Regions from separate parts of the Oryctolagus cuniculus genome. Here region 1 is linked to region 2. The links are chromatin contacts, called in public Hi-C maps. All regions are on one chromosome and are shown on one strand. The core of a region is the stretch at or near the end of the contact, and the rest is flanking DNA. Distances in the headings are between cores, read along the strand shown. Region 1 overlaps ZKSCAN1 (zinc finger with KRAB and SCAN domains 1). Region 2 has its middle 9.6 kb from the start of GJC3.

Region 1 (5,099 bases), core at 2,450-4,949, 50 kb before region 2:
AGTCCTGGCTGTTGCAAACACATGGGGAGTGAACCAGCAGATGGAGGATCTCTCTCTGTCTCTTTTTCTCTCTGTGTAACTCTGACTTCCAAATAAATAAATCTTTAAAAAAAAATGGAACCAGAGCTTGTATCCCCAACTTTCACAAAGATCTGGTCTCAGGGCTCTGTATTTTAGGGCTTTATGGGATAGAGGATCCTATCAGCACGTTTCACTTAAAAAAGCAGAGGTTTTTAAGTGACACATGAATATTCAAGAGAAAAGGATGAGAGACCTATGGAGGAAATAACAGTTAACTATTTTGGGGAACACTTATGTCAGGCTCTGTTGTGAGCGCTTTACATGTGTCAGCTCATTTAATAACTCTATGCTCAAAATCAAACAGCAAGGAAGTGGTAGATGAAGGATTTCAGCCTAGGCAAACTGACCCCAATGCCTGTGTGCTTAACCATTCTGCTAGGAAGCTTCATAAACAATGGGGTCCTGTTAGTGATGAACTTGAGAGAATAACTGAACTCATAAAAGAGGAGAAGGGGCAGTGAGGCAGTGGGAAGACAGTGGTTGGTGGAGTCGGACAGATGCAGTTTTAAAATCTGGCTCTGCTGCTTCCTGGGGAAGGGACTTCATTTCCTGGGCCTTAGTTTTGTTGTGGAGCATCAGGGCTTTCCCCAAAGGAGCAGTACCCTGAGAAAGCACCAGACGCTGCATCTTCTGAGAAAGAGAAGCTTTCTTGCAGGCCTTTAAGGCCACATGATGGAGGACAACCAGAGTTAACCCAAACCCATCTGCCCATTTAGAAAGGGCCTTGGGAATTTATGGAGTTAGGGAAAATGGGGCACAACTGGGTGAAACTAAGGGACAAAACATGACAGGTGGGCCGGCGCCATGGCTTAATAAGCTAATCCTCTGCCTGTGGTGCCGGCACCCCCAGGGTTCTAGTCCCGGTCAGGGCGCCGGATTCTGTCCCAGTTGCTCCTCTTCCAATCTAGCTCTCTGCTGTGGCCCGGGAGTGCAGTGGAGGATGGCCCAAGTCCTTGGGCCCTGTACTTCCATGGGAGACCAGGAGAAGCGCCTGGCTCCTGGCTTTGGATCAGCGCGGTGCGCCGGCTGCAGTGCGCTGGCCGCAGCAGCCACTGGGGGGTGAACCAATGGAAAAAGGAAAACCTTTCTCTCTGTCTCTTTTTCTCACTGTCCACTCTGCCTGTGAAAGAACAAACAAACAAACAAACGTGACAGGTGCAGAGGAAAGGGGTGTGCAGAGTCCTTTAAACATGCACATTAACAAGTCATGATTTATCTGCATCACCTGTTCAAAGATGACAGCTGGGAGGTCATCAGAGGTGTGTCATTGAATGTTATAAGGAACCATAAGGTAACTCTCATTATTATGAGTCACTCTGTTCAAGCTCCAGTCACAATTTTAGCCACAGCTGGTTCTGTCTGGTTGTATTTAAGAGCCTAGAAAAAAAAAAGTTCAGCAGATTTGCATTAAAGACAACAAATGTAGGATAGCAAGTTTCTAGTCAACAGGCAAATGATTATAATGGGTTGTTGGTATATTATATGTCTTTAATAGTATGTTAGGCAGCTAAAGAAAGCTTGCAATTCATTTATTTGAAAGGCAGAGTAACAGAGAGGGAAGGAGGAAGTAAAGGAAGGAGGGAGGGAGGGGGAGAGAGAGCGCGCGAGAGAAATCAAGATCTTCATCTGTTGGTTCACTCCCCACATGGCTGCAATGACCAGGGCTGGGCCAGACTAAAACCAAGAGCCAGAATCTTCATCTGGGTCTTCCACTTCTGTGTAGGGGCTCAAGGATTTGGGCCATTCTCTGCTGCTTTCGGAGGCACATTAGTGGGAAGCTGGATTGGAAGTGGAGCAGCTGGGACTCAGACCAGTGCTCTGATAGGAGATGCCTGTATTGCAAATGGCAGCTTGACTCACTGTACCACAATGCCAGCCCTGGTATGGGGATTCTTTTTTGTCCACGGTTTCAGTTTCTGCGTCTATAAATGGGCCTACTGTCTTTGCAAAGTTGGTGAAATGAATTAGAGACAATTCATGGTTGTGATTCATGAGTGAAGGATGAGATAAGCTGAAGAACAGTGTAATACCAACAACTAATTATCTCAAGAAAATGATCGAGTTATACAAAAGTAAAGGAGAGGGCCCATGTTGTGGCATATTGGGTAAAGTTGCCACCTGAGGATGCTCAAGTATTTGGGCTCCTGCCACCCATGTGGGAGACTCTGAAGAAGTTCCTAGCCTTGGCTGGACCCAGCCCTGGCTATTGCAGTCGTTTGGGGGAGTGAACCAGTAGAACAAATCTCTCTCTCTCTAACTCTTTCAAATAAATAACAGAGGGAGAGGGAGACAGACAGACACACACACACACACACACACAGATCTCCCATCCACTGGTTCACTCCTCAGAAGGCTGCAACAGCCACAGCTGGGCCAGGCCAAAGCCAGAGCCAGGAGCTTTATCCAGGTCTCCTACATGGGTTCAGGAGCCCGAGCACTTGGGCCATCTTCCACTGCTTTTCCCAGGCCATTTGCTGGGAGCTGGATTGGAAGTGGAACAAGTGGTTCAGGTATTGGCACCTACAGGTATGCCATAGTTGCAGGCTTCAACTTTACCTGCTATGCCACAACTCTGGTCCTTGGAATTTATTTTTGTCATAGACACTGGTGACCTGTGACAGTACCATGTAAATGGTAAAGTTAATGGGGGCTTTAATGGGGAAGATATCAGTAGTGAGGAGATGACAACTATAGTTGGGGGCCATTTAATAGAGGCTTTTGTTAGCGAAAAGGAAAGGACAAGGTCAAAGGCTTTTACCATTTGTGTTTGCCTCTTAAAACTACAGGTTTGTACTTATTTAGACTCAAAACAGGTGCTGAGAGTGAGGAGAGACCTGGCAGCATTAGAGGTGGAAGCCACATTTCTCATTTATTCTTCTCTCCATGCTGAGACACACAAAAAGCCGAATGATAATGGCATAGAAAACTGCACATCAATGATGGTGCCCCACACACGAAGTTTGTCAGAGCCAGTAAAGGTGCTCCAGTATACATGATGACAAAAACCAGTTTGTTTTCCACTGGGCAGGAATAGAAAACTGGCAGAGCTCACCAAACATTAGGGAATGCATGCACAAGGAAGAATAACATTACATGGAAAGCATTGGAGAGATGAACCAAGACATCACAATTTTTATCAGTTCTGAAACATGGAATTTCCTTTGTTTCCCACCTGTTTCTGGTAGAGATCTCTAAACCCTAATAAAATGGTACTGCCTGTGAAATGGGGAAAGACAGGGTCAAGTAACCCAGAAACCCAGCCAATTTCCTGGATTGTTCCTTTTGTGAATCTCTACCTCCTCGAGCAAAACCTGACTGTGAGATTTCCCTGTCCACTCCTTTTGGAATCCTGTCTGCTGACCCTCTTATGGCATTCTGGAGAAGGCTGTCCCTTTCTGGTCCCTGGTTATTTCCTCTTAGAATGCTTCTTATCCTGGATTTTACTTTCAGCAACTCTTAAGACACTTAATATAGCAACAATCCCAAATTATTTCTTGATTCTGTGAGGAGCTGGGCAGAAAGCGGTCTCTGAGTCAGCAACTCTGGACTGCCAGGCACCAAGGGAAACCTCCTACCCCAACAGAACAAAGCAACAGTTCTCTAAGAGCAAGCAAGTCCTAGACCAGCTGCCACTACCAATTGCCTCACTCCCAGTTCCCAGTCACCACGACCCTAGGCTAGTGACAGTCTATCCAGGCTCATCAGTTTTGTTAGCAGACACAAGAGGTCTGTTTGCTTGGTGTGTTGCCACAGAATCAGTCCTAAGCTGCAGTTGCTCAAAGTCAAGCAGATGGGGGGACAGTAGAGGTCCCTCAAGAAGATGCACCCCTGAGAAGCAGTTTTCAAGGGCTTTTATAGCAAGGGTTAGGGGCATGTCCAGGATGTAGAAAAGGAGCAGGAGGGCCCTTTCTGCTCAAGCATCACACATCTTCATATATTATATGCTCACAAGCGACCCACACTGGTTTCTTGCGGCTTTCTCTGTCTGTGGTGGCCTGGCCCCCTCTAAGTACAGTATTGCCAGATAGGCTTTCCTGGAACACTGGCTGAAAAAACAAGCTCTGGTGAGTAAATTGTGTCAGGTTCTCTGCCCTTGTTCCTCCGTCTCCTTGCCTAAACCCTACATTCCTGGTCACACACTGAACCCTGGAACATAGCAGGGACCAGAGTAAAAATGAAGGCGGACTAAAATTATAGGAGGCCAGGCTTGTAAATTTTTCCTCCTGCAGCCTTTGAAATGCAGGCCCAGGAATGGAGGAAGCCACCAGTGTTTGAACTGGAGAGGACAAGTCAAATATTGAGGAGAGAGGCTCTTGGGAGATAAGCTCTGATCCTTGTAGGCCAGCACTCAGTTTGCAGGGCCCCTCAGAACAATAGATCTGGAAGGTTAGACCTAGCTAAGTGTCTGAATTGGCAGGCATGTCAGCAGGGTCTGCACTAACTCCAGTAGTGTCAGAACTGGATTGGACACCTGGTTGGTGTCCAGAGATGGAGAGCTGGCATCAGAAATGCTGAGTAGAAACAGTTTACAGATGTTTTGGATACTCCATGTACTCTGCCAGGGCTCAGCTCACTTTTCACTCAGGCCACTGCTGGAACCTGCTTTTGGCAGGTGCACCCAGCAATGGTTGTTCTGTAACTTCTCTGGATGGGCACGGACCTGGAAATGCAAGAAGTCCCTGCTTCACAGAGCACACCTCGAATGAGTAAACGCTCTCTCCTCCAGTCCCTGGAGCAGCCAAATTCTGTCATGGAGGTGTAGGCTCCATTTGTCCACAGCAGTGACCACGTTCAGTGATGCATTAGATCCCATCCTCTTTCTGCCTACTCTGTCCCTCACTTCTGTTCTCTGCAATCATTCCCAAAACAAGTCATCTGCACACAAGTCCTGACTTTAGGCTCTGCTCTTTGGGAGACCCAGGCCAGGATAATTGCACAGGACAGGATCAAGTTCCCCTGAACCAGGACCTGGCTGGAAAATACCTCTGGAAAAGGACATTTTCACACAAGCTACCTTT
Region 2 (4,781 bases), core at 982-3,481:
TGAAGCCATCATGGTGTGATGAAGTCAGTAAAAATGAGTCAGATCATATAGACACAGGAAAGTCTCACATTTTAGAAAGACAGGGCCTGTTTAGCTCGAGTGTGTGTCTCAGGAGTGTGAATTAGCTCATACACACTTGGTCAACAGGGAATGGTATTAGCATCATGTCAAGTCCGGCTGCTTCACACAAAGGACTTCTCAGCATGTTAACGTTTTGAGCACGAAGCAACAGGACCTGAGCACAAAGCACACCAACAAGGCAGAATTCAGAAAGCCACGGGCAGTCCAGTACTGTACACATGCACCTTCCCTCCTGTTAATTCAGGTGACCACATGCTTCCTTTGGCAAAGACTTACTACACAGATGCCCCCAATCTTTCAGTATTTGCCTTTGTCTCCCTAATCCAGTAGACCCAACCTTTCCACACAGACCTTACTTTAGCTACACTCCTTTTTCCAGGTCAGTTCTTGCATAGTGTTGTATTCCTTTATTTATTGGGAATTCAATGTTTCACTATGAAACATTTGGGGAGTCATCCATCTCCCTCCCTCCTTCCTTCCTTCCTTCAGATTTATTTATTTGAAAGCCAGTTACAGAAAGATCTTCCATCTACTGGTTCGCTCCCCAGATGGCCACAAGGACCAGGGCTGGGCCAGGCCAAACCCAGGAGTCAGGAACTTCTTCCAGATCTCCTACTTGGGTGCAGGGGCCCAGGCACTTGGACCATCTTGTGCTGCTTTCCCAGGCGCATTAGCAGAGAGCTGGACTGGAAGTGGAGCAGCCAGGTCTTGAATTGGCACCCACATGGGATGTTGGCATTGCAGGTGGTGGCTTTACCTGCTATACCACAATGCCAGCCCCCCTCCTCCTTTTTAAAAAATTTGAAGACAATATAGATAGATATAGATATCTCCCATCTGCTGGTTTATTCTCCAAATGGCCACAATTACTGGGGCTGACCCAGGCAGAAGCCAGGAGCCTGGAACACCATCTGGGACTCCCACATGGGTGCAGGGGCCCAAGCACTTGGGCCATCTTCCACTGCCTTCCCATGACATCAGCAGGAGCAGAAGTGGAGCAGCCGGGATTATAACTAGTGCTTATATGGGATGCTGGCATGGTGTCCTAAACTGCTGCACCGTCTAGAACGTAAGAATTCTTGATTTTTGGGTTACAAAAGCACATAGTTTTGAGTAACCTCCCCTAAAGCCTTACAGTCTTGATTTTAAGCGGCACGGGAGCTTCCAAACAGATCACCAAGAAAATGGGTTTAGTAACTGCTCACAGGAAAAAGACCTACGTGGTTGTCTCTCCTCAAAGAAAAACCCACAGCCAGAAAAGGAAAACCCTGTCCTTCAGTTCCTGAGAAGGGAAAACCAGGCAGAGATTCTACACACGGAGACAACTTTGGCACTCGGGATCCTCAGAATGTTTTTAGGCAGGCCTTGAGTCTTGGAAGGCTCGGTGGGGGGACATACATCCCAAAGCACTAAGAACGTCAGTGACCAGCGATCCTGCCTCGGCATTCCGTAAGTATGTTTCTATTTAACAAGCACACGTCACACTCTTGCTTCCACCCAGATAAAAATGCGGCGGGACGGATGGATACGCGCGAGGGTGGGTGGAGGACGGCCCATCCACATTTGGGAGGACTGTCCACACACATTGCCCTCGTCACCTCCCGGAATAGCTCCTTCTCTCCCTTCCCTCCACGCTGCTCACTGCACGTAGGGCGCGGAGCTCTGTAATGGGGTGGGGAGACTATTGCTTTTGCAATAGAAAAAACAGTTCAGTCCCCACTTACTAGTACTACCTGCTACACACATTAACCCTTCATTTCTGCTAAACTGGCACATGATCTCCCCTTTGAAAACGGAACCTGAGGCTCAGAGCAGTCAGCTCTCTTTCTGCCAAGCTCCGTCTTCCGTGGAGCGGCACGGATCTGGGAAGACGCGGGGTCGGCATGGGTTCTGCGGCCAAGGCTGGCTCCACGGATGTTTGCAAATTAGCCTCGAGGCCGGCTGGAGGCACCAAGGGAGGGCGCGACCAAAAATCTGGGGGCAGGAGGAGAGACGTGACCCCGCCAGAGTGCAGAGGCCGACACGCGCACGCTATAAAGGAGCACACGAACAGCCAGCAAGTCCGGAGAAACCGCCCCTGACCCTCGCAGGCCGCCGTCTGCGCCGACACACAAAGGCCGGACGTGCGGCCGCGGCTCCGTCAACCCCCGCTGCAGTGTTCCCTCTAGGACCCCGGAGGCCCGCATCTCGGTGGTTCCCTGGACTGCCTCTAGGACCCCGGAGGCCCGGATCTCGGTGGTTCCCTGGACTCGGAGACCCCTCCCCGCCTCCCGGCGCGTGAACCGCACAAAGAATCAGCTCGCTTGCGGAAGAAGAACTCCCCTTAAACTATATCCCGATGTACATTTCCGCTGAGGGGTCGGAACAAGGCGGGTTATCCCGCTGGCTGCCCCCAGAGGACAAAGAAACCGTGGCCCAGGGGCGAGAACCCGGCGCGCGGCCCTCCACGCCCCCTGCCGGGTCCGCCGACCGGGCTGCCTATCACGAGAAAGGAACACCAGTAAAATTAAAGCTTATGCTTTCAAGGAGGCAGAAAACAGTTCCAAGCAGAGAAGAACGAGTGTGCAAGAGTTCAGTGCGCTCATTATTAAGATGGCTACTACAAAACGTAACAGGTGCTGGATGTGAAGAAATTGGAATCCTTGTGCAGTGTCGTTGGGATGGGAAAGCCTCTGTGGGAAACAAGATGGCATGCCCTCAAAAAATAAAATAAAAAAAAATTACCGCATGACCCAATAATGCTACCTTGGGGTGCAAAGAACTGAAGGCAGGGACTTGCAGTGTTCGCACAGCCTTGCTCGTAGCAGCTTCCTTCACAACGGCCAAGGAGCGCAAGCGATGTAGTGTTCAATGGCTAAGCAAACTAGGAATTTTTTAGAGAATTATTTTATTTGAAGAGCAGAATTACAGAGGGAGACGGGAGGGAGGGTAGGAGGGATCTTTCATCTGTCGGATCACTCTCTTTAGCCTGCAGCAGCTGGGGCGGGGCCAGGTTGAAGCCGGGAACTCCATCTGGGTCTCCTCCATGGGTGGCGTGGCCACCATCCATTGCTCTGCCAGGTGCATTAGCAGGGAGCTGGTTTGAAAGTGGAGCAGCCAGGACTCAAACTCAGGCGGGATGCTGATGTTGCAGGCAGCGGTTTGACCAGCTGCACCACAGTGGCAGCCCCAGGAAGGAAATTTTGACATAACATAGATGAACCTTGATTACAGTACTTTAAGATTTCCCTTGTGTATGTATCTAGAGTAATCAAATTCAGAGACAGAAAGAATGATGGTTACCAGAGGCTGGAGGGAGAGGGAATGAGGAGTCATTGTCTAAGGGGTACAGGGTTTAAGTTTTGCAAGGATAGGAGAGTTCAGGAAATGGATGACAAAGATTGCCTAACAACGTGAATGTGCTTAGTGCAACTGAGCTGTACAATTAAAAGTGGTTTCTATGGTAACTTTTATGTTTTGTGCATTTTATCATTGAAAAAGAACCTGGGGGCCGACGCTGTGGCAAAGTGGGTAAAACTGCTGCCTGCAGTGCTGGCATCCCATATGGGCACAGGTTTGAGTCCCAGTTGCTCCACTTTTGATCCAGCTCTCTGCTGTGGCCTGGGAAAGCAGTGGAGGATGGCCCAAGTCCTTGGGCTTCAGCACCCACGTGGGAGACCCGGAGGAAGCTCCTGGCTCCTGGTTTCGTATCAGCTCAGCTCTGGCTGTTGCAGCCAGTTGGGGAGTGAATCAGTGGATGGAAGACCCCTCTCTCTCTGCCTCTCCTCTCTGTGTAGCTCTCACTTTCAAATAAATAAATAAATAAATGTTAAAAGGAAAAAGAACCTGGAGAAGACACAATCCTGTATAAAAAGCACCAGAGGTATGCTACAAAAATAGACTGAGATTTCTGAAACAGGATTGGTACTAGAATATAGATACTTGTAAATATTTGTGGGTAATGTTAACTGATATTTCACAACTGGGTGTGGCAGTACTGCCATAACTATTTGGATGATCAAGGGATTGGGACAAAAACTCCTGAGACAGGAGTTGAGAATGATGTCCCCAGAGAGCACCTGTGCCATTGGGCCCTGGATTGGTGGAGGGGATGCAGAATGGGGTTTCCTATTCAGGGTTTAACAAATATTAGAAACGCTTCTAAACACATCTTATTTTGGCAAACACTGTGCACTATTCAGAAAAATGCATGAAAATCCTTCATGGACTTCATCATGAAATGGAGTAGGTGGCCACACTAGGCATACGCAATAATTGTGACGATGGGTCTGGCATTGTGGCATAATGGGTTAAGTCGCCACCTTCGATGCTGACAATCATATGGGCACTGGTTCAAGTCCCAGGTGTTCTACTTCCAATCCAGCTAATGTGTGTGGAAAGCAGTGGAGGATGGCCCAAGAACTTGGGCCCCTGCACCCATGGGGGAGACCTGGATGAAGCCCCTGTTTCCTGGCTTCGCCTGACCCAACCCCGGCTGTTGCAGCCATTTGGAAGATTCTCTCTCTCTAAATCCCTCTCTCTCTCTCTCTCTCTCTCTCTCTGTAACTGCCTTTAAAATAAATAAAATAAATCTTAAAGATAAAAAATTGTGACTATAACCCCTATTAACTGAGTCTGCCTGCATGACCTCACCCAAGTATATTCATTTATACCCTGTTCATTGTTCTGCATGGAAAGAGGTTGGTCAAAGGGTACAGAGA

What was found. A called contact is a pair of places that touch in the nucleus more often than the background predicts.
Region 1: a Hi-C map of liver shows a contact between it and region 2, with 2.4 times the contacts expected there. The contact joins two enhancer-like sites. A contact is called at or near these places in 3 of 6 Hi-C or Micro-C datasets (embryonic fibroblasts, liver and an unstated tissue).

Annotation. Positions count from the first base shown.
Region 1 is chr19:42,297,896-42,302,994 of mOryCun1.1, reverse strand. The region is part of intron 6 of ZKSCAN1 (zinc finger with KRAB and SCAN domains 1); the gene reads right to left. Among named protein-coding and RNA genes, the nearest start is that of ZKSCAN1, 26 kb to the right of the region's middle. Within about 2 kb of position 3,699, at least 1 of the 8 cell types and tissues checked has an H3K27ac peak or open chromatin away from gene starts, as enhancers often do.
Region 2 is chr19:42,246,276-42,251,056 of mOryCun1.1, reverse strand. It overlaps the pseudogene LOC100348787. Among named protein-coding and RNA genes, the nearest start is that of GJC3, 9.6 kb to the right of the region's middle. Within about 2 kb of position 2,231, at least 7 of the 8 cell types and tissues checked have an H3K27ac peak or open chromatin away from gene starts, as enhancers often do.